Regions from separate parts of the Mus musculus genome. Here regions 1, 2, 3, 4, 5 and 6 are each linked to region 7. Evidence: chromatin contacts called from public Hi-C and promoter capture Hi-C data. All regions are on one chromosome and are shown on one strand. The core of a region is the stretch at or near the end of the contact, and the rest is flanking DNA. Distances in the headings are between cores, read along the strand shown.

Region 1 (3,302 bases), core at 730-3,229, 1.4 Mb after region 7:
CTCAGTTTCCCCTTTAACTAAACACTGACCATAGCCCTAAGCCTAACTGAGCCCTACCCATGGCCTAGTCATTAGCCATAACGGTAACCAAAACTTAGCCTTACCCTTAGCTCTCAGCCTGGGCCGAGTCCAAGCAGCAATCCTAAAGTTAGCATCATGTGGACCATAGGCCATACCCCTCCACCAGGACTTAGATCGAACCCTAATTTAACCATCCTTATCCTATATCTGATCTTGGCTCTAGTAACCTTAACCCCAAACCTCAAGCTAGCCACAGGCTTAACCCCAGGCCCAGGTCTAACAGGACCACTAACCAAGCGCACCAGACAGGAAACACAGCCAGCCAGGTCAGAAGCTAAGGGACAGACCCGGGTCCCACACTATGACGGCTCCATGGTCCTAGCATGGCACACAGTAGGTTTTCCCTACGTGTCTTCTGCAGCAATGGATCCCCAGAACCCGACCTACCTGGAGGAGAAGCACGTCATTGAGGTTCTCCTCGGGGTTGTAATTGTTCTGGAAGACCTGACTGATGGTGAACTTCTGCTGCTCAGGCTCCGAGCTCAGCAGGTCGTGGGCACCCAGCACCACTGTCACAAGCTGCCAGGAGCTGCAGTGAAGGTTGTGGGATGTTGTTTGTTGTAGGGAAAGGGATGGAACCCGGATCGATCCTTCAACACGTTACCAAGTGCTCCACCCCTGACCACGCCCTCTGGGAGGAATCCAGGTGGGGCTCTACCATAACCACGCCCCCTAGTCGCTCACTGGGGGATTCTAGGCAGGTAGGAGGAACTCTACCCTGACCGTGCCCACAGACCCTTCCCTGGGGAATTCTAGAAGGGATATTTACCCTAACCACTCCCCTATCCCCTTCACTGGGGGATTCTAGGTGAGAGAAAGTCTCTGTTGAAATAATCTCCTGGAGAACGCATGGGGAAGAGCTGAGGCAGGTCTAGAGGGAGCCTTTGGAAGGGGAAGAGACTATGAGGTACCCATCCAGGGCTTTGCTGTCAGTTCAGACCTGCCACTCCCTCGCTGTCTCCTGAACTCACATGTCCTGCAGGCAGTGGGCGGCTGTCAGCACGAATCTCGGGTGGATCAGGGTGCCACCACAGAAGTGGCTCCCAGGGAACCTGCTCAGCTGCAGGGATGCCACATAAGGCCGAGAGTGGGGCCGAGCCTCGTGCCCACCTACAATCTTGGAGGCCTGGACTGCGCCTAGGGGAAGTAGGTGTCAGGAATGCAGCCTGAAGGGTTCCAGCCATGAGAGCCACAGTCTGTTCTACCTATGGTTTTAAAGTGACCTGTGCCTGGGGAGGAGTCGGGGGCTGACTTGAGTCTACACGTATTATTTTGTTTTGAGATAGTGTCTCACACTGTGGTCCAGGGTGGCCTTGAACTCAGCGAGATCTGCATGCCTCTGCCTCCCAACTGCTGGGATTAAAGATGTGCGCCATTCAGCTTGGCTGGTAATTCCTGATTCCCTGGAAATTCCTCCCTGCAGTGAGAGTCCGTGGGCGGCACACATACAGTAAGAACCCATCAAGGGCTGAAGCTGGTGTTGGGTTCAGTGGGTAGAGTCGTGGCTTACACGCACAAAGCCCTAGGTCCCACATCCAGTGCCACAGAAACACAGCATGGGAGCTTGCTACCCCAGTACTGAGATGAGGCATGAGGGCCAGGAGGTCAAAGCTGATTTGCTATAATGTAGCAAAGGCCAGCCTGGGCTACTTAAGACTCTGTCTAAAAAAGAACCCTAAAACAGAAGGAAAGCAGTCAATGCCCCCTCTCATTCTTTCCTTCCCAAGCATTTAACCAGGGGATGCCCTGACCTTCCCAGCTATTCTAGGAAGGTGCTGGTTAATGAACAGCTCCCCACCCCCCCACCCACACACACACTCACCACCAACCACCAGGGCAAGCAGCAGGAAGGGATGGATCCCCTTGGGGGATGGGTAGCTTCCAGCCATGGCCAGGCTCCTGGCATCCTGCTTGCTGGGGCCCTCTTATAGCCCAGCTCTGCCGGGAGCCGTTGAACAGTGGCTAAAGGCTGGGCTGTGGGTCCCACTTCCTCCTTCCAGTTTGGGGGCCCAGGAATGTTTGCAGTAGGGCAGGACGCAGGGGGTCTCTCTGGAGGCACAGGAAGCCCTCTGCCACCCAGAGCGTGCTGAGGGTCCTGGGACAAGCCACTTTAGTACCCACTCAGCTATGATCCACAGATCCTGTGATACACCCCCCATCGATGACCCTCCCCATTAATAACCTGCCTAGATTTTACTTTGGGAGTTCATTATTTCTCCTCTAATGTTGTAGTGTGTGTGTGTGTGTGTGTGTGTGTGTGTGTGTGTATGTGTGTTCATTTTAAACAGGGTTGCATGTAACCCTGGCTAGCCATGAACTCACCACGTATCCAAGGTTCCTTCTGCCTCAGCCTCCTGCACGCTCGGATGACAAGTATGCACTTCTGCACTGGGATAATTTCCTATTCTTTTCTCTTTACTGGTTTTTTTTCATATAAATATATATATTGTGTGTGTGTTTTATTTCTTTTTAATTTATATATCTTAAATTTTTTAATCTTTCTTTCTCTCTCTCTCTCTCTCTTTCTTTCTTTCTTTCTTTCTTTCTTTCTTTCTTTCTTTCTTTCTTTCTTTCTTTCTGCATAGGCATGTGTGGATGCACATGCATAGAGTGGCCTGAGGTTGACACAAGGTATCTTCCTCAGTGACTCTCCACCTTATATTGAGGCAGGGGCTCTCTCTAAGGTTTCAGTCAATCAGCTCTCTAGCTTGTTGGGGGAGAGGTGTCCCTGTCTTCTTCTGGGCCTCCTTACACAAATGCTCGGAAATACAGGAGGCTGTCTCCGCTGTGGACACGGGTTCTGGGGACTGGAACTGCAGCCCTCCCTTCTGCCATAGTGCTTTACCCACTGAGCTATCTGGCCCTTTCCCTCCCCATCCACCCCTGTTTATTAAATCCCAAACCAACATCAATCCTCCTGCCTCTGTGCTGGGATCACAGAGCAAATATATTCATTTATTATAAAATAGTCTAGCACAGCAATGGTGGCACACGCATTTAATCCCAGCACTCAGGAGGCAGAGGCAAGAGGAGCTCTTGTGAGTTCGAGGCCAGCCTGGTCTACAGAGCGAGTTCCTGGACAGCCAGGGCTACACAGAAACCCTGTCTCAAACCTAAAAAAAAAAAAATCAATAAATGAAATAGTCTAAACCCATAGAACACTGGGATACAGCCAAGTATTGAGCACTTGCTTAGGCTGCATAAGGCCCTGAGTTCCATCC
Region 2 (3,106 bases), core at 356-2,855, 1.3 Mb after region 7:
TAACTGCTGAGCCAGCTCTCTCATTCAGTAGACAGTTTTTCTTTCTTTTTTCAGGTTTATTTCCTTTATGAGTATTTTGCCTGCGTGCCTGTATGTGCATGCAGTGGGCAGTCTGGTGCCTACTGAGATCAAAAGAGGTGTCAAGTTCTCTAGAACTGAAGTTATGGATGGCTGTGAGCCATTCTGTGGGTGCTGGGAATTGAACCCAGGTCCTCTGCAAGAGCAACAAGTGTAGTCAATCACGGGAGCATTTCTCTTTGCTGCTGACTATGGATGTTAACTGACTTTCTGCTTCCTGCGCTGACTTCCCTCATATAAACCACAAGTGTAAATAAATGCTTTCCTCCTCCTCTGCACTGCTTCTGGTTCCTGCCTCCTCCTCCTCTGTACTAATTCTGGTCACTGCCCTTTTCTAAGTTTCTTTCCTGGTTGCTCACGACAGCACTAGAGCCACCAGCAGGTTGAACACTGTCCTGTATCTCAGTCACAAATGAGGACCCTATAGACATGGCCACATTTTTGTTTTCAGAAGTCATGGGTAAGATCTCCAAGACCACCTGCCTACCTCAGGTAAAACTGGACACCAACCAGTTTTACTCTCTAGCATTCCCAAGTGACACATACGTGTGACAAGCTGTTCTCACCTCCCACAGGTAGATGCTCTCTGCAATTCCTGCCAGGACATACAAGCCATTAGGTGCTGTGGTCAGACAGGTGACAGGCCCAGGACACATGATTTTCTGTTGGAGCTGATCCTAGGGACACAGGATACAAGACAAACTATGTGAGTATCAGAACGGAGGCAATGGAAGGTTAAAGTTTTTAGTACAGAGAGCAAGAGTAAGGGGGTTGGGGAGACAGACTGCTCAAGTGAGGGGTTGTCGGTGCGGCTCAGGGTTAGAACCACTGCCTAGAACCTCCCAGTGAAGGGCAGGGTCAGGGCTCAGCAGTAGGGATCCCAGCGGACAAGAAGGAAGCTCTGTGTTCCAGAAACATCAGAACCAGTAACCCCAGGCCTCAGTCAGTCCTGACTATGAAGATCTGCGACTCTTTACGAGGGTAACAAAAGGACGGGCCGTCGGTCTCTGTCTTCCTGCGGCTCCTCAAGATCTCTGATCTGCCATGCTGTCCAAAAGCATGACCTCTAACGGACCCCATTTTCCCTTCTGCATCAAAATTGGCGTCCCTAACACTACAAGCGTGCAAAAGCGGATTCGCCATCGATCTTCATCTGAGCACGCGTGCGTTGGCGCCATCTCCCTAGGAGAAAACCCCTCGGCCTCCGAGTACGCCCTGTCACGCAGCCACCCCAGGGTCGCCGGGACCCCAACCCTGGCGGCGCCCCAGGACTCTCGGCTGCCCCGCGGACGCTGAGGCCCCACACCTTACGCTGCAGCTCCCAGGCGCAGATGTAGTTCTTGCCCTGCTGCGCCGCCAGCAGGTACTCGCCATTGAGTAGCGCCAGGCCTCGCGGCCCCGCTTGGCCGCCTCGGTAGGTGAGCAGGTTGGCGCCCGAATGAAGCTCCCACACCACGCAGCTCCAGAGCTGTGCCGCGGCGTCAGTACACACCACCACTTCCATGGGCGCCGCCATCTTGCTCTGCCAGTCCCGCCCCTGAATCCCATCATCCTTAGAGAGACTGTTAAGATGGCTCCTGGCCGACTAGAACGGCCATAGCGCCTCCTAGAGGCCAAACTGGAAAGTCTACGCATGCGCGGTAGCTTCACCAAGCCGAGGAGGCTGTTGATTGCCTGGTGCTTTACGGGTTCCAGGAGCCCTAACGTGCGCATGCGTAAAAAGTTCGCGGCTCTGGGGCGGAGCTAGCAGCAGGTGAGAGGGCGTAGCCAGACGACCTGCACATGCGTACAAGCCAGTGCGCGAAAGGCGTAATGCTAGACCCAGCCAAGCAGGTTAAAGAACACCAGGAGCTTCTTCGGGGGCGGGGCGGGGCGGGGCGGGGCGGGGCGGGGCAAAACAAAACAAAACAAAACAAAACAAAACAAAACAAAACAAAACAAAACAAAACAAAACAAAACAAAACAAAACAAAACAAAACAAAACAAAACAAAACAAAACAAAACAAAACAAAACAAAACTGGATTCCTGCACATGCGTAGAAGACTGGGGAGTCCCTGGCCGGTCAGCACTGTATTACCTCTGTGTAGTGGAAGGTATTTTTGCTACCTGTTTGCTGGGTTTGTCTTTTTTTTTTCTTTCTTTTGTTTTCTTTTTCTTTCTTTCCTTCTTTTTTTCTTTCTTTCCTTCTTTCTTTTCGAGACAGTGTCTCTTTATGTGCTGGGTGGCCTTGAGCCTCCACCACCGGTGACCGGTTTATTTACTTTCTTTTCTTCTTCTTCTTTTCTTCTTCTTCTTCTTCTTCTTTTCTTCTTCTTTCTTCTTCTTCTTCTTCTTCTTCTTCTTCTTCTTCTTCTTCTTCTTCTTCTTCTTTTCTTCTTCTTCTTCTTCTCCTCCTCCTCCTCCTCCTCCTCCTCCTCCTCCTCCTCCTCCTCCTCCTTCTTCTTCTTCTTCTTCTTCAGATATTTACTTTATTTACATTTCAAATATTGTCCCCTTTCCTGGCTTTCCCTCTGAAACCGGTTTACTTTTTTTTTTTTAAAGATTTATTTATTTATTATATGTAAGTACACTGTAGCTGTTTTCAGACACTCCAGAAGAGGGAGTCAGATTTTGTTACAGATGGTTGTGAGCCACTATATGGTTGCTGGGATTTGAACTCCAGACCTTTGGAAGAGCCGTCGGGTGCTCTTACCCACTGAGCCATCTCACCAGCCCCCGGTTTACTTTTTAAACCTTGTTTTATAGCAAAAATATAAACCACTGATCTTTATACTTTATTTAGACCAAATGAAGTTAGTGACTTACTGCATGTAAAATCAGGCTACATACTCATCAAGGATAATATGTCTGGCTGAGGTGAATTGGTGATTAAACTCTTACCAATCGACCCACGCCCTTTATGGATTTGCCGCTTCTTTGCCCTTTCCTCTTTTGAGCCATAAATTTCAAATTTGTATTCGGTTCACTCCGTGTAGACCCAAAAGGTCAATCTCTAGCCAAGCAACCTTTAGCCTCGGGTCACAGCTG
Region 3 (2,978 bases), core at 89-2,588, 1.3 Mb after region 7:
GGGGTAAACTGAGGCACATAGGTCAGGCAGAAAAGTCTCCGGATCCCCCCTCCCAGTGGACGATGCAACCCTTCTGTGACCCCTGCAGGCTACTGGGGGGGGGGGGTCCACTTCCCAGCTCCACAGTTGGAGGGGATCTGAGAGCTCATCCCCTGAGCAAGTGCTGACCTGTCCCTGGCCCCACCCAGCTCCTAAAACTCTATCCTTAGGGCTGTCCTGACTCTTTCTTTCACTTTCTCTGTTCCAGGGAGATGTCCAGTCTGTCCAGGAAGAATTGGGCAGGGTCGTCAGAATGCTGTGTGTCTCTGGGGAGCTAGAGCAACCTCTCTGAGCCCAGGGTGGGAAGTGAAATAGCAACTTGTCTCTAGCAGGCTGAGGATAGCACATGGGTGGCATGAGGTAGGTATGCCTCTCGTGTCACTTGTAGGGACCTGGCAGGTGCCAGTCGGAGGTGGGTCCGACTGGTAGCTTCAGCGTGCCTAGGCAGGTTGCTTGGCTTTAGCTGACTGTGAAACTTGCATTCCCAGGTGCCAGGTGTGTGCGTGTGGTTGGCGGATCTATCTAGAAGGTTTCAGGATGTCAGGCCTGAGCCCCCTAAGTCTGGGATCAGTGTCTCCCTCATCAGCTCAGGACACCTTGCTGTATGGCTCCCCAGATGTCCCTCCGAAACTGGTGACTTCAGTGTTCTCCTGCATTTGCGGTTCCTCTCAGTGAGCCCTTTCCCAGGTGTGTGTGGGAGTCCTGGAACGGACCACACCCTGTTAAGAAGGCCACCGGCCCCGCCCCCTTCCCTGTCCCCAACTTAAGTGGCTTAGATGAAACGGAAGTTTCGACAGGTAATGAAGATGGGGCCTCAGGGGGCACTCTCAGACGCCCGGATCGCTCGTGTGCTCGCTTTCTCTCTCCCGGACCTTAACTTTCTTACATCCTGCAAGGGGCACAGAGTGCAGGAAGCCCGGGGCGCCGGGGACTGAGAGGTCCAGGGGCGGGGCTGGAGGTGACATTCAGGATGCGGATAAAATGGGTCCCCAGCCTCCCAGACGCCACAGCTTCCCACAGCACCCCAGACCCTCCGGATATCAGGGTAAAGCAAAGCCCAGCTGTCCCGGCTCATGCATCGGTCGCGCGTTCGAGGCTGGCGAGCCCCGCTCCCATTGGTCGTGCGTTCGAGGCTGGCAAGCCCCGCAACCCACTCACCCGGTTCTTGACCTCGGCCGAGAGCCCGTAGGACGGGCCCTTGTTGAACTGCGTGGAGCTCATGGCGCGGGACCCCGGAGCGGGACAGGAGGACCAGCGGGACCGGCAGAGGGTCGGGCTGCGGGCGGACGGCCCGGGACGGGGCTGAGCGCCGCCCCCGCCGCCGATTGGCTGGCAGAGCAAATGTCCTTATAAGGCGTGGAAGCGCCGAATTCCTGTGGCCGCGACTTCCTGAGCCCCCCTCGGCCGCCGGGACCCCCGCCCGCCGGAGCCACCCTAGCATCCCGGCCGATCAGGAGGGGCCCGCCGTCCCGTTTGTAGTTGCGGGAAACTGAGGCAGCGAAGGGCGTGGGCTTCCGACCTGGGCCAGAAGTCAGTTTACTCCTCCTGTATCATAGTGAGAGACAGAAAACTGTTCGGTGGGACCCTAAATCCTAAAATCTGGCTAGAAACCTTCTCTGCCACTACCGGCACTTACCAGAATCTTGCTCCCTCTCCAAACATCTCAGTGGGAAGGGGCAGGGGCGGCATAGACAGGATTCTCGAGGGGAGCTTCTCAGAGAAGGAGGCCTCGGGAGCTGGAGCACTGATGGATGAGTTTTTCAGTCCAAAGGGAAAAGGCTTTCTGCTAGAACACCAAGTGCAAAATATGGAGGGTGGGAGAAGGCGATCGGTTGGAGGTCGGGGTGGGGCTCCCAGAAGGGCTGAGGGTTGCTGGCTGACTGTGTGAGGGTGGAGTGGCTGAGGATGATATCCTTTCAGTAAGTGCCTGAGCTCAACCTGAGTCTGTAGATGGATCAAGTTGATTCCTGAGGGGCTGGTCCTGCCCCACGGAACACAGGCAGACAGATGCTGGGAGTCTCAGGGCTTGACAGAGAGGCCTTGGCCATAGGACGGAAGCATAGTTTTTTCGAGACAGGATTTCTCTGGAACTCACTCTGTAGATCAGGCTGGCCTCGAACTCAGAAATTCACCTGCCTCTGCCTCCCAAGTGCTGGGATTAAAGGCGTGCGCCACCACGCCCAGTGGTTGGATACTTCTAAAGGGTGGCTTTCTTCCCACCTCTCTGGGTTTCTGTGATTTAGACAAATCCTTCCTCTCTGGGCTCTGCTGGAGTTTTTGAATTTGTACAGTGGAGCACCGGACTCCAGATGGTCCCAAACTGTGGACAACACAGGTTCCTGTGACCAGGCAGGAAGCCCCAGGTGTCGGGACACTGAAGACCTTTTTGGAATAGTTAAAGAAAGCACTTGTCAAGAGCGGCCATGCTGTGTGGGGTGCACACAGGCTTAGCAGGGTATCAGGGCATCCAGGCCACTGTGCTGAGCACTGAGACAGCAACTGCAGGTGCCACAACCAGGTTCTCTGCAAGAGCAGCTATTTCCCCAGACCTGAGCCATCTCCCCAGCCCACCCTCCTCGCCTCCTTTCTTCTCCATCTGCAGCGCACCTGTATCCACATACACAGCCCTCACACACACCCCCAGTGTTCACAGCCTTCTGTGACTCCAGCTTCAGGGGACCCGACGCCCCCATCTGGCCGCTGTAGGCACTGCATGCGCGTCGTGCGCAGACAGGCACTCAAAAAAAAAAAAAATGAGTAGATGAGTCCAACTTCCCTCATTTTCTTAACAGGGGCTGAAATTTGAACAAAACACTGTGTATGCTGTGAAGTATAGCCACATCTCTGCTCCCGCCCAGCAGCAAGGCCAGCCACTCCCTCCTTCTGTCCCGCCCCTGAGCTCAGAAGAGCTTTCTGAGCTTTGAAGTGGTTGAGAAATA
Region 4 (3,112 bases), core at 576-3,075, 1.6 Mb after region 7:
CCATTCCCACGCACCTTCAAACCAGCCACAGGTCAGGACTGCAGGCAAGAACCCAAGCCTAAGGGTGGCCTTATGTCCCCACCTCTAACCTGGGCATAAGGCACTCAGGCTAGGGTATTCAAGAACAAATCCTGTTGGCTCTAACCCCTGGGCATCTTCCCCACACCTAGGTTCCTGGTAAAGGTGGCATTCTGGTCTCAGGGAGGTTGTTCGTGGGCCTCTATTTGCTCAATTATCAAGCACTGGAGAAGGGACAAGCAGGAGCCGCCACAGGTCCTGGAGCTGTCCGTGGTCCTGAAACTTCAAGCTACAGTTTTCGGGATAGGGAAGCATCCTGTCTTCAAATCTGCACCCTAACTGTCACCGCAGATAGGGTCATTAGCCTGCATCCCTTGCACGCAGCTCTCCCTATGGCCCTCGAGTGTACACCCACTCGGGACACACGCGCGCGCACAGCTAGCATCCCAACAGGTACTTCTAGAGACCCACCAGCCACACCTCTAGGGACACGCCTCCCCTTGATCCACCGAAACACGCCTCCCCAGGACCCTCTCGGGCATCACATCACAAGCTCGCTCGGAAAGGAGAGACAGACGCAAACACTCGGGTCATGGCCCTACGCCAGCTTCTTTCGCTGCACGCAGCAGCCAACTCAGGCCACGTCCGTAGCCACACACCCGGGATGTGTGGGTACTCGGAACGCGCCCGCCCCGGGCGCAAGTGGAGACCGTGGGAACGCGAGGCGCCCGCTTAATAACGCCCTCCCCGAGGCCTCCCGAGCGCGTCCTTTCCCATGCGTCCTTCCTTATTTCTTCCTTCTTTCCTTCCCTTCTTTTCCTTCCTCCTCCTTTTTCTTCCTTTCTCCTTTCTACCCATCTTTCCACCCTCATTTCTGCTCCGCGGCCTACGGGCACCCACGTTCCCCTCTATTCGTCCTCTCCACCCCTATGCGCTCAGACCCTGGCCCTGAGGCCGCGGTTCTCGCCCACTGCAACTAGGGCGCGCGGGAGGGGGAGCGCCAAGGACCCCCTCACTCCAGGCCTCCAAAAGGGCGGACCCTCTGCACACCAGGGTCCCTCGGGGGTGGGTCCGGGTCGAGCCCGAGGTCACCGCGAGGGGACTACCCCCCATCCTCGGCCCGGTGACTCGAACTGCCACCACCCCGAGGTCACCATCCGGGACGTGGCGCCCCGCCCTCTCCCGGGCGCGCCAAGGACGGGCCCCTCCCGGAGGCGGCACCTGAAGTCGCTGTAGGGGTGGATGATCCAGGCCCCCGCCGACTTCACGCGTTCCTGCTCGCGCTCCACGGCCTTCTGGCTGCCGAACATCCGCAGGGAGAACTTGTTGACGCCGGGCTGCAGAAGCGCCCCGAATTGGCGCTGCAGGAAGCTAGCCTGGCTGCCGCGCGGCTCACCCGCCGGGCCCGCCTCCTCGCTGCCCGCCTCCTCGGCCGCCGAGGGCCCGGAGGCCGCCCCGCGGCATGAGAACGAAACCTTGGGGCCGCGCGCGGGGCCCTCGGGGCTGCACTGCGGCTCCCCGCGCCCGCACTCGCCATTCGCGCCGCCCTTGGCCGCGCCAGGGGTGCAGGCGCTGTCGCGGCTGCAGAGCCGGGCGCGCGGGCCGGGCTCGTCCGCCGACTCCGGGTGCGAGGGGGTCGTGGGGTTCGGGGGTGGCGCGGGTGGTGGCTGAGGCTGAGGGGGCGCGGGCGGCGGCGGCGGTGGCGGCGGCCCCGGCGCAGGGGTCGTGCCCGGACTATCGCCCGGCCGCCCGCCGCCCCCGCGCGCATCCATGGCGAGGCGGCGCCGGGCAGTGCGGAGCGGAGCGGCCGCCGCCGCCGCCGGCCGAGCCCGAGGGAGGGCGGAGCCGGGGGTGGAGCCTCTGCTTGCGGGGGAGGGGCGGGGGCGGGAGCCCCGCCTCCACCTGAACCACCCTCACCCCACACAGGGATGGATGGGGAAACTGAGGCTCTGGCCAGCAAGCAGGCTCAAGGTCAGTCAGCCCCTTGAGACCTTGGAGATGCGCTCAGGCTCGGTTCCCCAGGGGGAAACTGAGGCCAAGGACGAACCCAAGGTCACAGAGCCCAGCCGGCGGGCCCCTGCCTTGACGCACGATGCAGACCAAGCCCTGGTCCACTCTGGGGTTCCTCCGCGATCTCGAGGACACCGCGGGCGGGGCAACCGCTGACGCTCACCCCTCGGGTGCCAACTCCTTTCTCGGTTCAAGGTGGCAGATTCCATAATAAAAGTGTGTTCCCGGAGGCTACCATATCTCTGGCTCTGTCGCTTTCACCGCCTCCAAGGCAGAAACCTATGAATATTTGTGAGAAGGGCTGAGATCATTCTGGGTTCTAATCTCAGCCCATCTCCAAGCCCTACTTGTGGGGAAACTGAGGCATGGTCAGGCAACAAAAACAGTAGCAAGACTCCTGTGGCTTCTGGCGACTTCTCCCTTAAAAAGTGAGGATCCCAGGTTAGGTAGTCCTTAGCGGTCTCCAGGGGATCCTGGTTCAACTTCTGCCTCTGTACATATACCCGACCCCTACTCTCTGCCACCTTGACTCAGGCATCAGTTACATTCCACACTTTACCCCAGGTCCGGGGAGACATTGGCTCCTGGGGGTCCTAAGGCTGTGGCCTGAGGCTGGAGCCAGGTGACACTAGTTCTGACTCTAAATTCCCACCCTTCTTCACCAAAGAGTGGAGAGGATTTTATGACAGGATGTTGGGGAGAAGGGAGGAAATACAGGGGAAGAATAGCTGTGAACTGGTGGGAAGAAAGTTCTCATTCAGGAGACTCTTGGGACCTTCTTATGTCCCCTCTGGGCATCCTTAGATTCTCCCTTATTTCCCTGGACCCTAAGTTCACTTAAATCCTTCTGACCTTTTACAAACTCCCCTGGATGCTTCTGGACCCTTTCTAGACCCTTTTAGATCTTCTGGGTCCCTCTTAACTTCTCTTGGACCCTTCCAGCCCTTTATGGGTCATCAAGGTCCCTACAGCCTTCACTGTTTCTGGCCTGACCTCATATTTAGCTATTGGTTGAGTGTCTCAAGAATGGGGCTATGACTTCTGTCTGCTCACAGTAGGTGTCCAGTGATGTTGGATGTGCCAT
Region 5 (3,377 bases), core at 808-3,307, 1.4 Mb after region 7:
CTGCTAATAAGATCTTCCACGCTTTCAGAATTTGAATGCCACCCCTTCCCTTCAGGAATCCCCTTGCCCTTGCCCCTTCATGTCCCAGATCACACAGGGAGGCCTTGTAGCTCCCCACCCTGGTACTTGTATTTGGGTAGGGAGACCTAATGGGGCCCTATAGCTGTCCACCCTGGTACTTGTATTTGGGTGGGGAGACCTGCCCGGGGCGTTTCCCTGTGTTTTGTCTGTTTAGCTTTCTTTGAGACAGAAGCTCAGGCAAGGAGTAGCAGACTGTTACCTTTTTTCCTCTCCTAATCAGTTTTAATGAACTTGGCATGTTTTGGGGTAGATTTCTTTTAATTTCTCTTTTGAAGTGGGGAGGCACAACCAAAACACCTAGCGCCAGCCGGTAGTGGGCTCTGTTGTGACCCCTGCCTGACCCTCCATGTTTCAGCTCTGATGAGGGTGGCTGGTCCTCTCTCTAGGACTCTGCAGACCTCCCCAGGACACTTTCTTGTGTGTGTGTGTGTGTGTGTGTGTGTGTCTGTCTGTCTGTCTGTCTGTCTGTCTGTGTGTGTGTGTGTGGCGCACATGTATGCACGCCATGTGCCATGAACCTGGACAAGCATTGTCTCAAGGGCTCATTTTATGCTTTTTTTTTTTTTTTTTTTTGGTGATGTGTGTATCTTGTCCCCAGCTCCCTAGGCCCTGCCTGCCTTTCAGACTGTCCTCTCCTCCTCCTTCTCCCCTCTCCTTATGCCAGGGGTCCAGGACTTCCAGCCAGAAGCCTCTGACCTTGTGTTCCCTGTCCCCTCCCCTGTCCCCTCTGCTGCTCAGCATAGCTGTGGTCACTGCAGAGGTCTTATATGTTCAGCAGGCCTGGCCCTCCTTCCCTTCCCCTTCTGTGTGATTCTTTGAGCTTGGGGGAAAGGGACGATTTTAATAAAGCCTTGGTGCTCGAGTCCTGTCCCCGTGTTTGTCTTTAGGTTTGGTGGGGGTGGGTGAGACTGGGAGATCACTGAGGGCACGAGCTAGCAAGCTGGACACGGGGGAACCTCAAAGTCTCTATAACATTAGTTCATTTTACAACATGTAAAATGCTTAAAGATGAGGTGCCAGGTTGGGGTTCGATGGGGAAAGCAATTGGTTAGCATGCTCAAAGCCCTGGGTTCCATCCCCAGCACCATTTAAACCACATGGTGACCAGTGACAAGTGATTTTGAGGCCAGCCTGGGCCATGTGGTAGACAGGTCTCATTGTTGGACACCTCTGAATCCTAGCACTCAGGAGCCAGAGGCTGATGGATCTCTGTGAGTTCAAGGCCAGCTAGTCTACATAGCCAGGGCCATACAGTGAGACCCTGCCTCAAACAACAGTCACTTGAGGGCCAGCAAAATGGTTAAGCACGTTAAGGTGCTTGCCGCCAAGCTTGATGATCTGAGAGCAAGAACCAACTCCTTGTCCTCTTACGTGCACTGTGGAAGGCACACTTATACACACACACACACACTCACACAGGAGCCCGTGGCTTGGTGGTACACCTCTGTCATCCCAGTAGGTAGGTAGAGGCAGTCACTGGAGAACCTCATCAGTGTCAGGCCAACCTGAGCTATACAGTGAGCAACGAGCTCTGCTGTCAAGAAACAAAATAGAAAAAACGTGAGTGAGCCTCCAATAGGATGTTAGGGTGCTTGTCAGTTCCTCTGAGGAACAAAATATGGAACGCTTCACGAATTTGCGTGTCATCCTTGCGCAGGGGCCATGCTAATCTTCTCTGTATCGTTCCAATTTTAGTATATGTGCTGCCGAAGCGAGCACAAACAAGGCTTTTCTCCAAGGGATATTTATAGTCTCAAAACACACAATTACTTTACAGTTAGGGTGAGTTTCCTTTTGTGCTGTTTTTTAAAATAATAATTTAGTATTTGTATCTCTTATAGAAATCCAAGCCTATCATGTAAAATGTAGCTAGTATTAAAAAGAACAGATTATCTGTCTTTTATCGCACATTAAGCCTCTATAGTTACTAGGAAATATTATATGCAAATTAACCGGGGCAGGGGAGTAGCCGAGCTTCTCCCACAAGTCTGTGCGAGGGGGCCGGCGCGGGCCTAGAGATGGCGGCGTCGGATCCCGGGCGTTGGGGCGAGTGTGGACCGCGGCCGCCGGGCCGACTGGGCGCCCGGGGCGGACAGGTTAGTACGGCGTGCGGGGTACGGGACTCGTGGCTGGTGCGTTTCAGGCTAAAACCGCGAGCGGAAGGCCGAGGGGCGGGGCTTGCGGGGTCAGAGGGCGGGCCTGGGAACAAAGCTTGCTGGGTAGAGGCCGTTGTGGGAGGGATGTGAATAGGGGGAGCCTAAGGCGACGGGGTTGAGGAGGGGGCGTGGTCCGAGGGGCTGAGCCTCCCTGGGAGGGGCGTGGCCTGAGTTCAGAAGTTGGATGGAGGGGCAGAGTCTGAAGAAATAAGACTGATAGAGAGGGATGTGGCCTAGGGAGCGGAGTCTAAGGTGGGCCGGGGTTGGGGGTGCTAAAGATCTGAGATCGATGCAGAGAGGTGACCTAGTAGTCACAAGCTGAGCAGAAACTGAGGCTGAATTTACCAGTTTGGTTTGGAGGCGGAGCCTAGGGTGATTAGACAATGTGGGTGGAGCTTAACGAGCTTGGGCGGGAGGTGGTGGAGGTGTGTGTGTTAAGACTCAGGATTTAGCCGGGTGTGGTGGTTCACGCCTTTAATCCCAGCATTTGGGAGGCAGAGGCTGCGGATTTCTGAGTTCGAGGCCAGCCTGGTCTACAACGTGAGTTCCAGGACAGCCAGAGCTATACAGAGAAACCCTGTCTCGAAAAACCAAAAAGAAAAAAAAAAAGACTCAGGCTTTTTGCCAGGCGCACGCCTTTAATCCCAGCACTTGGGAGGCAGAGGCAGGCGGATTTCAGAGTTCGAGGCCAGCCTGGTCTACAGAGTGAGTTCCAGGAGAGCCAGGGCTACACAGAGAAACCCTGTCTCAAAAAAAAAAAAACAAAAAAAGGCTCAGAATTTGAGCCTTGGATGTTAACTTGTTGAGAGTATTGTGTGGCATGGGCTGCTGCGGGGTCTAAGCTACTAGGTCCCAGGCAAGGCTTGGAGACTGAACTAGAGTGTAGACTGAGGCCCAGACTGAAGTGGTAGGGGTGGGCCCGGTTGTGTGTGTGGAGGGTGCTTAGCGTTTGTAGGCTGAGCTCAGGCTGATCTGGGTTGCCTAGGGAGGAGTGACCCCAGGCGGGGCATCATGGATTTTATAGCAGGGCTCTCGCTGGAGAACATTCTAGACACCCTTTAGCTGGGAGCTGCTATAGAGCACTGCCTCCCTTTTCCCCAGGAGCCAGGGACCGTGCTGGGTGCGGTGGGTATGATGGAC
Region 6 (3,296 bases), core at 124-2,623, 1.2 Mb after region 7:
ACGTCTTTGCCCATGTCCCCTTCCTTTGCACACTCATGGCTTCTTTGGCCAACTGTAGCAGCCTAAGCCCCTTGGTCTACAGGGTAGATGGTGGGCTCAGTGTACTTGGCAAAAACTTGTCTTTCCCAGTTGGGATCAGCCTAAGTTCTCAGGCAGGAACTGGTGATGATCTGTAGATGAGCTGTCAGACGCACATCAGGACAGAATGGAGGCATCTGGACTTCCAAGGACAGACCTTGCCAGTCTTGGTGGCACACGCCTTTAATCCCAACACTGAGAGGCAGAGGCAGGCCATTCTCTGCGCTGTTGAGACCTGGTCTCTATACCAAATTTCAAGTCAGCACACTCCCCCAAAGAAAAGGAGAGGGCTGGTGAGATGGCTCAGTGGGTAAGAGCACCCGACTGCTTTTCTGAAGGTCCGAAGTTCAAATCCCAGCAACCACATGGTGGCTCATAACCACCCATAATGAGATCTGACTCCCTCTTCTGGAGTGTCTGAAGACAGCTACAGTGTACTTTCATGTAATAAATAAATAAATAAATAAATAAACAAATAAGAAAGAAAGAAAAGGAGAAAGGGGCGTTCCTGTGAACTCCCATTGTATAGTTGGAAGGGTTTAGCCCTGGAATCCCTTTCCCTAGGATTCATTTTCTCACCACCTTCTCAAACTTTTCACGAGTTAGCCCACCATATACACACTTGTTTGTTCATTGTGTGTATGCCCGCACATCGATTGTTTTCATTTTAGATTTTTAGTCGTTTAACTATGTTTATCTGTGTGTCTGCATGTGGGTATAGACCTGTAAGTGTGGCCCTTGGAGGCCAGAGGCATCAGACTCTCTGGAGCTGGAGTTACAAATGGCTGGGGGCCACCTCATGTGGGTGCTTGCATCCGATTTCTCATGTAAAGTGCAGATACACTAATAAAAACTTGTATAAAAAGGGAAATTGAGGCACATGAACCTGGCTGTTCATCACTGGTCTCTTGCTTTCTTTCGAGACAGGGTTTTCTCTGTAGACCTGGCTATAGAGCAGGCTGGCCTCGAACTCACAGATCTGCTTGCCGAGGACGGGGATTAAAGGCGTGGACTACAGCCCGGGAGACGCCTAAGGGAGGGAAATAAAACTGTTATCAGGTCAAGTATCGCGAGATCTTCCCGACGCGCGACACCGCCCCGGTGAAGGCTGGGGCTGCCCAACGCGCAGCCTGTCGTGGAAAGTAGGTTTATTCCGGCGTTCACCTTAGACAGCACGAACCTGGGCGGGGGCCTTCCCAGCCCTTGGCGCAGGCGCACTGCCGGGGGGCGGGGGGCATTTTGTGCGTCCGGCGCAGGCTCCGTGCTGGCAGCTCCACGAGCGCGCGTGCACAGTTGTTTGGGAAGCGCGACAGCATGGACGACGAGGAGGAGACCTACCGGCTGTGGAAGATCCGCAAGACGATCATGCAGGTGATCAAGCGTGAGGAGCTTTATGCGAGCGAGCGTTCAGTTGCGGACTAACTGCGGGTTGTCCGCCGAGGCCCGCCTCCCGCAGGGGCCAATCCTCCTGGATTGGAATGCATCCCCGTTTAAAGTGTGGAGCCCACCCACGCTGGCTTCAACTCTTAGAAATCCTACTGCTTCCACCTCCTAACTCTGCCTCAGGGGAAAAGGCCTGGGTGGGCTCCGTTTCGGGAGAGGGGGCTGCTGCGTGGTCACACTTGGTTTTATGCGAGCTAGGTAGCCGCCCACACGAAAGCTATCAACCATCTGTAACCCCAGTTCCAGGGGATCTGACGCCCTGTCCTGATCTCTGGGGACTCCAGACACACATAGGATGAAAAAACAGTATTTTTAAAAACAGAACAAGCCGGTATGATGGTACACGCCTTTAATCCCAGCACTCTGGAGGCAGAAGCAAGCGAATCTCTTTAAATTAGAAGTCAGCCTCATCTACATAGTGATTTCCAGAATAGACAAAGTCACGCAGAGAAACCCTGTCTTGAAAAAGAAAAAGGGAATAAAAGAAAAAATTCTTGGTTGTTTTGAGTTGAACACATGAGACACCATTATTAGATAAAGAGGTATGCATAGTTTTGACTTATGCTGTGTTGGTGGAGCCCAGGGCCACCTCATGCCTGTTCCTCAGCCCTGATCCTGGATGATGCTCTAGTCTCCCTCATCAGGAACACTCAAGACTGGGGACAGGAAGGTGCCTGTATTCAGAAGGTTGCCTACAGTTGCCAGGGGATTAATCCCAGCCTGCTCCACTGAGGTTGGGGGGAGGAGAGGCTTGGCCGGGCCGCTGTGGTCTGAGCCTATACAGAGTTTGGGTACTGCTGGATCAGTTCAGTGTTAGTCCCCAGCCTCGGCCATTCAGGGTCAGGTCTGCGAGCTAAGTGCTCAGGCTGACTGCCTCTTTGCCTCTTGTCTCTGCAGCTGTGTCATGACCGTGGCTACCTGGTGACCCAGGATGAACTGGACCAGACACTTGAGGAATTCAAGGCGCAGTTTGGGGACAAGCCCAGCGAAGGACGGCCAAGGCGCACAGACCTCACGGTGCTGGTGGCCCACAACGATGACCCCACAGACCAGATGTTTGTGTTCTTCCCAGGTGAGGCCCTTGGGCTGGCAGGAGTGGTCTCCTCCAGGCCCTGGCTCAGGTGCCAGTGAATGCATGTCCCACTCTGGCCTAACGCTGCCTGTAAGATTGTGGCAGCTGCCTGCTTTTGTCCCTGTCTCCCCTGGGAAGCCTCCCTTTTGCTGGTGTCGTTTTCATCCCATAAGCCCCAGAACCAGCTCTCAGCCCTCCACCCCCTGGCTCCTATATGCTGTATTCTATAGCTTCTGCCTGGGAGTCCCAGGGCCAGCTATGCCACCCCCACACCCCCTGTGTGCTGTATTCTACAGCTTCTGCCAGCAGCGCAGGTGTCTTGTGGGAGTGAAGGCTATTGGGGAGCCCAGGACCTCCCTGTGCAGCTACATTCAGTCTCCCCAGACAGCTTGCCTCTTTTAATACCTAATGCTTTGTGGCCCCGGGACCTGGTTTTTAGTGTGAGAATTGGGGGGTGCGGGGATGGGCATGGTAGCATATGCCTGTAAGCCCAGTGTTTGAGAGGCAGAGGCAGGCAGTCGAGGCCAGCCTGGTCTATACAATGACTTCCGGGACAACTATGGAGGGCATTGGTTCTCAGCCTTCCTGATGCTGGGACCCCTTAGTACACTTCACATTGTGACCTCCAACCATAAAATCTTCATTGCTAATTCATAACTAATTTTGCTACTATTATGAGTCATAATGTAAATATACCTGTGTT
Region 7 (3,226 bases), core at 678-3,177:
AGATGAGGGCTCTGAGTGTGGATCTCGTAGGCAAGCCATGGTCCTACAGGTGACAGATTCCATCCCCATGGGGCCTGCCCAGGAGGAAAGGACCCCATTTTACACAGAAGCCAGCAAAGAACTCAGGTGCCTGCCCCAGATCTCAGGCTCCAGACCTCAGAACTCAAGCAACAGACACTAGAACTGAGGCTGCGGCTATGGAACTCAGGCATTGCCCCTGGGAACTCAAGCACTGCCCCCGGGAACTCAGGCTTCTGTCTCTAGAACTCAGGCTCTGGTCTCAAAAACCCAGGCTCCGGACCCTAGAACTCAGGCTCCAGCCCCAAAACTCAGGCTTTAGGTCGTGGAACTCAGGCTGTTGCCCCAGAATTCAGGCACTGGTCCTGAGAACTCAGCCTCTAGCCCCTAGAACTCAGGCTCTGACCCTTGAAACTCAGGCTCCGTCCCCAGAACTCAGATTTCAGTCTCAGAACTCAGACACTGCCCTTGGGTCACCCACGGGAGCCTGTCCAGTCCCGCACGGCCCGCAGTACCTGTGTCTCCGGCCCGGGCAGGATTGTCCGGACGGTCCGCCCGTCCTTCCAGAAGAGTCAGCAGCTCTCTGGGATCCCAGCTTTGGAACCGGATCATCGGTCACTGCACCATCCAGGACTATTGCGCATACACACTCTCAAACGGCCTGCTGGGAAATGTAGTCCTCGAGTCCGCTCTCTCTCCTTCCGGGGACTCGCCAGTGTTGCAGTATAGATAGTAGAGCTCAGGTTCGAATCCCGAGACTACAAGAACGGAGGCGAGGCTCAAACTGGCTTTTCTTTTCTAAAATCGGGTTCTGCATCACTTCAGAGTGTAACGGCTGAGGTAGGACATGGGCAGAAACCAGGGATGGTAAAGAGAGCCATGACTTGAAAATTTGGAGTGCAAAGGAAAAGTGGGAATGGAAGTTATTGAGGACGGACTTCCACTTTGTATCCCAGTAAGGATCTATAACGGTACAATCTAGACTTGAGTTGACACTGGAATTTGCATCACGGTCCTACATATAGATTAGGGACAATGATAATTCCTAAACTTAACTGTGTGATCTAAAAAGAGTTCACCTGGTTAGGTTTGTTAGCAATGAGTCTAGAAGATTCTAGTACTAGTCTATTTATTCTTGAGAGTCTCATGTAGCCTAGGCTGGCTTCAAACTCCTGATCCTCCTGCCTCAGCTTCCTGTGTGCATCCAGCCTCCATTTCTGCTACGAAGCCCCAATCACCAAACCCCACTTTTTTCTATTAGTGAATAGAACACATACGTATCACTATGTAGAGTAGGCTGGCCAGGAACTCACAGGCATCTACCTACCTCTGCCTCCCAAGTGTGGGGATTAAGCTGGGGTTCATCACTCCCATCATTCTCAGCTACCCATATGTTTAAGCCAAGATCTCATATAGCCAAGGCTGACCTCAAACTTGCTGTGTAGGACAGATCGACCCAAACTCCTGATTCTCTTGCCTCCACCTCCACATCACAACTGACTGTCCTAACTTTTAAGCTTTCAAAAATTCCACAAGGGATATAAGCATGATTTTGCTGTGACATTTAAAGTAAATAAAGATCTAAATACTTGTTGTTGTTGTCGTCATCATCGTCTGAGGCAGGGTTTCTTTGTGTAGCCTTGGTTGTCCTGGAACTCAAGCAGTAGCCAAGGTTAACCTTGAATTCAGAGATCCTCCTACCTGTATCTCCAGAGTACTGGGATTAAAGGTGTGCCATCACCATTTGAACTGGGGGCAAGAATTTAATGAAATATTCTTTGAACGGTCGATAGCTACAGAAGTTAAAATTAGTCGTTAGTCGGGCAAATTTTTTTTTAAAGACTACATTTCCCAGAAGGCCGCGGCGCCTCCAACACCTCCAAAGCCGATCTGGAGGGCTGACGTAACACGGAAGTCTGCACGTGCGAGCGGCCGGCCAGCGTCATGGCGGCCGCCCATCTCCTCCGGGCTTCCCGGGTGTGGGCCCGCTGGCATCCCCGGGCGCTCCCGGTCCTCAGAAGACCTGGAGGATTCTCTATCCGGGAATATGCTAAAAAGCCAGGTGAGTTGGCTCCGAAGGAACCAAAGTGGGTACGGCCGGAGCGCTGCTGGGGAGGTGGGGTTCTGAGGATTGACTGCGCAGGCGCAGCGTTACGGAGGCCAAACGGTGCGTGCTAGCGTAGTGAGGCCTGCGGGTGCGCCGCTAGCCTCTACGCTCAGTGCGCAGGCGCGGCCCTTGTGGGACAGGGCGGGACCAGGCTGGGTGTCACGCTTCAACTTTGAGTAAATCACCAAACATAACCAACATCAACTAAGTTATTGTCATTATTTTAATTTAAAAAGTAATGTGGGTGGGCAGGTTGGTTCATTGTGCAAGGTGCTTGCCTGGAAAGCCTTGAGTTTGATCCCCAGGACCCACATAAGCAGGGAAGGAGATGACCAATCCCACAAGCACTGTGACAGTGTACACACCCGTGATAATCATTATTTAAAATTATTTAAAAATTACGCTTTGAGGCGAACGTGATACCTTTAATCCCAGCAGAGAAGCAGAGTGATCTCTGTGAGTTCCAGGCCTGCCAGGAAGACCCCATCTCAAAAATATTTTTAGTGTTTACTTTTTTGTGTTGTTCCAGGAGAGCTACATCATGACATACCCTGTCTTCAAAAAAAAAAAAAAAAAATGTTGCCAAGTTGGCCTAGAGTTACCGAGCCATCTCTCTCTTCTCAGAATTGGTTTTTTGTTTTTTTTTTTGAGACAGGGTCTTATGACTCCCCAGCCTCAGCTCCAGAATGCTGGGATGCCAGGCATGTGCCACCATGTCAACATCACTGAATGGAAGAGGGGTTGTGTAGTATGGGCTGGGCCTTCAGGGCCCACGGGAGTGGGACAGGTCTGTGCCATAACAAGGGACCCTGTTATGCATGGAGAGAGCTGGGGCTGTTGGTTGTTGGAGGCCACACAAAGGAGGGTTGAAGGAGGGCAGAGCTGGGCAGGCTGAAGTGTCCCGTTCTCTCACTGTGCAGTTGGCAAGGGCGGCAAGGGCGGCGTGGCCGCTGAGGCCCTGAAGGACCCCGAGGTGTGCACAGACCCCACTCAGCTCACCACACATGCCATGGGGGTCAACATCTACAAGGAAGGCCAGGATGTGGCCCTGAAGGCAGACTCCGAGTACCCCACATGGTGAGTGTACCACACTGCATAGGA

Evidence for each region. Hi-C and Micro-C count contacts between places; a contact is called where the count stands out from the background. Capture Hi-C pulls out chosen DNA fragments and counts their contacts.
Region 1: a promoter capture Hi-C map of liver shows a contact between it and region 7, with 2.8 times the contacts expected there. The contact joins the promoter of Prtn3 here to the promoter of Mrpl54 in region 7. A contact is called at or near these places in 1 of 39 promoter capture datasets (liver), 1 of 115 datasets of contacts at active chromatin or transcription factors (embryonic forebrain) and 2 of 9 other capture datasets (adipose tissue and liver).
Region 2: a promoter capture Hi-C map of pancreatic islet shows a contact between it and region 7, with 3 times the contacts expected there. The contact joins the promoter of Wdr18 here to the promoter of Mrpl54 in region 7. A contact is called at or near these places in 1 of 39 promoter capture datasets (embryonic stem cells) and 2 of 9 other capture datasets (liver and pancreatic islet).
Region 3: a promoter capture Hi-C map of liver shows a contact between it and region 7, with 3 times the contacts expected there. The contact joins the promoter of Cnn2 here to the promoter of Mrpl54 in region 7. A contact is called at or near these places in 3 of 39 promoter capture datasets (cranial neural crest, embryonic stem cells and liver), 1 of 484 Hi-C or Micro-C datasets (muscle stem cells) and 2 of 9 other capture datasets (adipose tissue and liver).
Region 4: a contact with region 7 is called in a promoter capture Hi-C map of adipose tissue, with 2.6 times the contacts expected there. The contact joins the promoter of Hcn2 here to the promoter of Mrpl54 in region 7. A contact is called at or near these places in 2 of 39 promoter capture datasets (embryonic stem cells and liver) and 2 of 9 other capture datasets (adipose tissue and liver).
Region 5: a contact with region 7 is called in a promoter capture Hi-C map of adipose tissue, with 3 times the contacts expected there. The contact joins the promoter of Med16 here to the promoter of Mrpl54 in region 7. A contact is called at or near these places in 1 of 39 promoter capture datasets (liver), 1 of 115 datasets of contacts at active chromatin or transcription factors (pancreatic cancer cells) and 2 of 9 other capture datasets (adipose tissue and liver).
Region 6: a Hi-C map of B cells shows a contact between it and region 7, with 6 read pairs. The contact joins the promoter of Polr2e here to the promoter of Mrpl54 in region 7. A contact is called at or near these places in 2 of 39 promoter capture datasets (cranial neural crest and frontonasal cranial neural crest), 1 of 484 Hi-C or Micro-C datasets (B cells) and 2 of 9 other capture datasets (adipose tissue and liver).

Annotation. Positions count from the first base shown.
Region 1 is chr10:79,878,344-79,881,645 of GRCm38.p6, reverse strand. Prtn3 (proteinase 3) reads right to left here and starts at 1,979. Exons shown (of 5, transcript NM_011178.2): 1 at 1,904-1,979; 2 at 1,053-1,218; 3 at 469-610. The coding sequence starts at 1,970.
Region 2 is chr10:79,958,651-79,961,756 of GRCm38.p6, reverse strand. Wdr18 (WD repeat domain 18) reads right to left here and starts at 1,605. Exons shown (of 10, transcript NM_175450.4): 1 at 1,385-1,605; 2 at 645-755. The coding sequence starts at 1,594.
Region 3 is chr10:79,986,960-79,989,937 of GRCm38.p6, reverse strand. It overlaps Cnn2 (calponin 2), which reads right to left and starts at 1,338. Exons shown (of 7, transcript NM_007725.2): 1 at 1,198-1,338. The coding sequence starts at 1,260.
Region 4 is chr10:79,715,347-79,718,458 of GRCm38.p6, reverse strand. It overlaps Hcn2 (hyperpolarization-activated, cyclic nucleotide-gated K+ 2), which reads right to left and starts at 1,825. Exons shown (of 8, transcript NM_008226.2): 1 at 1,240-1,825. The coding sequence starts at 1,790.
Region 5 is chr10:79,907,618-79,910,994 of GRCm38.p6, reverse strand. It overlaps Med16 (mediator complex subunit 16), which reads left to right and starts at 2,057. Exons shown (of 15, transcript NM_198107.2): 1 at 2,057-2,177; 2 at 3,339-3,377. The coding sequence starts at 2,100. It overlaps R3hdm4 (R3H domain containing 4), which reads left to right. Exons shown (of 8, transcript NM_177994.5): 8 at 1-943. Gm24019 (a small nuclear RNA gene) reads right to left here and starts at 1,800; the gene lies at 1,694-1,800.
Region 6 is chr10:80,037,736-80,041,031 of GRCm38.p6, reverse strand. It overlaps Polr2e (polymerase (RNA) II (DNA directed) polypeptide E), which reads left to right and starts at 1,373. Exons shown (of 7, transcript NM_025554.2): 1 at 1,373-1,449; 2 at 2,419-2,593. The coding sequence starts at 1,393.
Region 7 is chr10:81,265,627-81,268,852 of GRCm38.p6, reverse strand. Mrpl54 (mitochondrial ribosomal protein L54) reads left to right here and starts at 1,927. Exons shown (of 3, transcript NM_025317.2): 1 at 1,927-2,080; 2 at 3,046-3,202. The coding sequence starts at 1,963. Apba3 (amyloid beta (A4) precursor protein-binding, family A, member 3) reads right to left here and starts at 681. Exons shown (of 11, transcript NM_018758.2): 1 at 534-681; 2 at 1-74.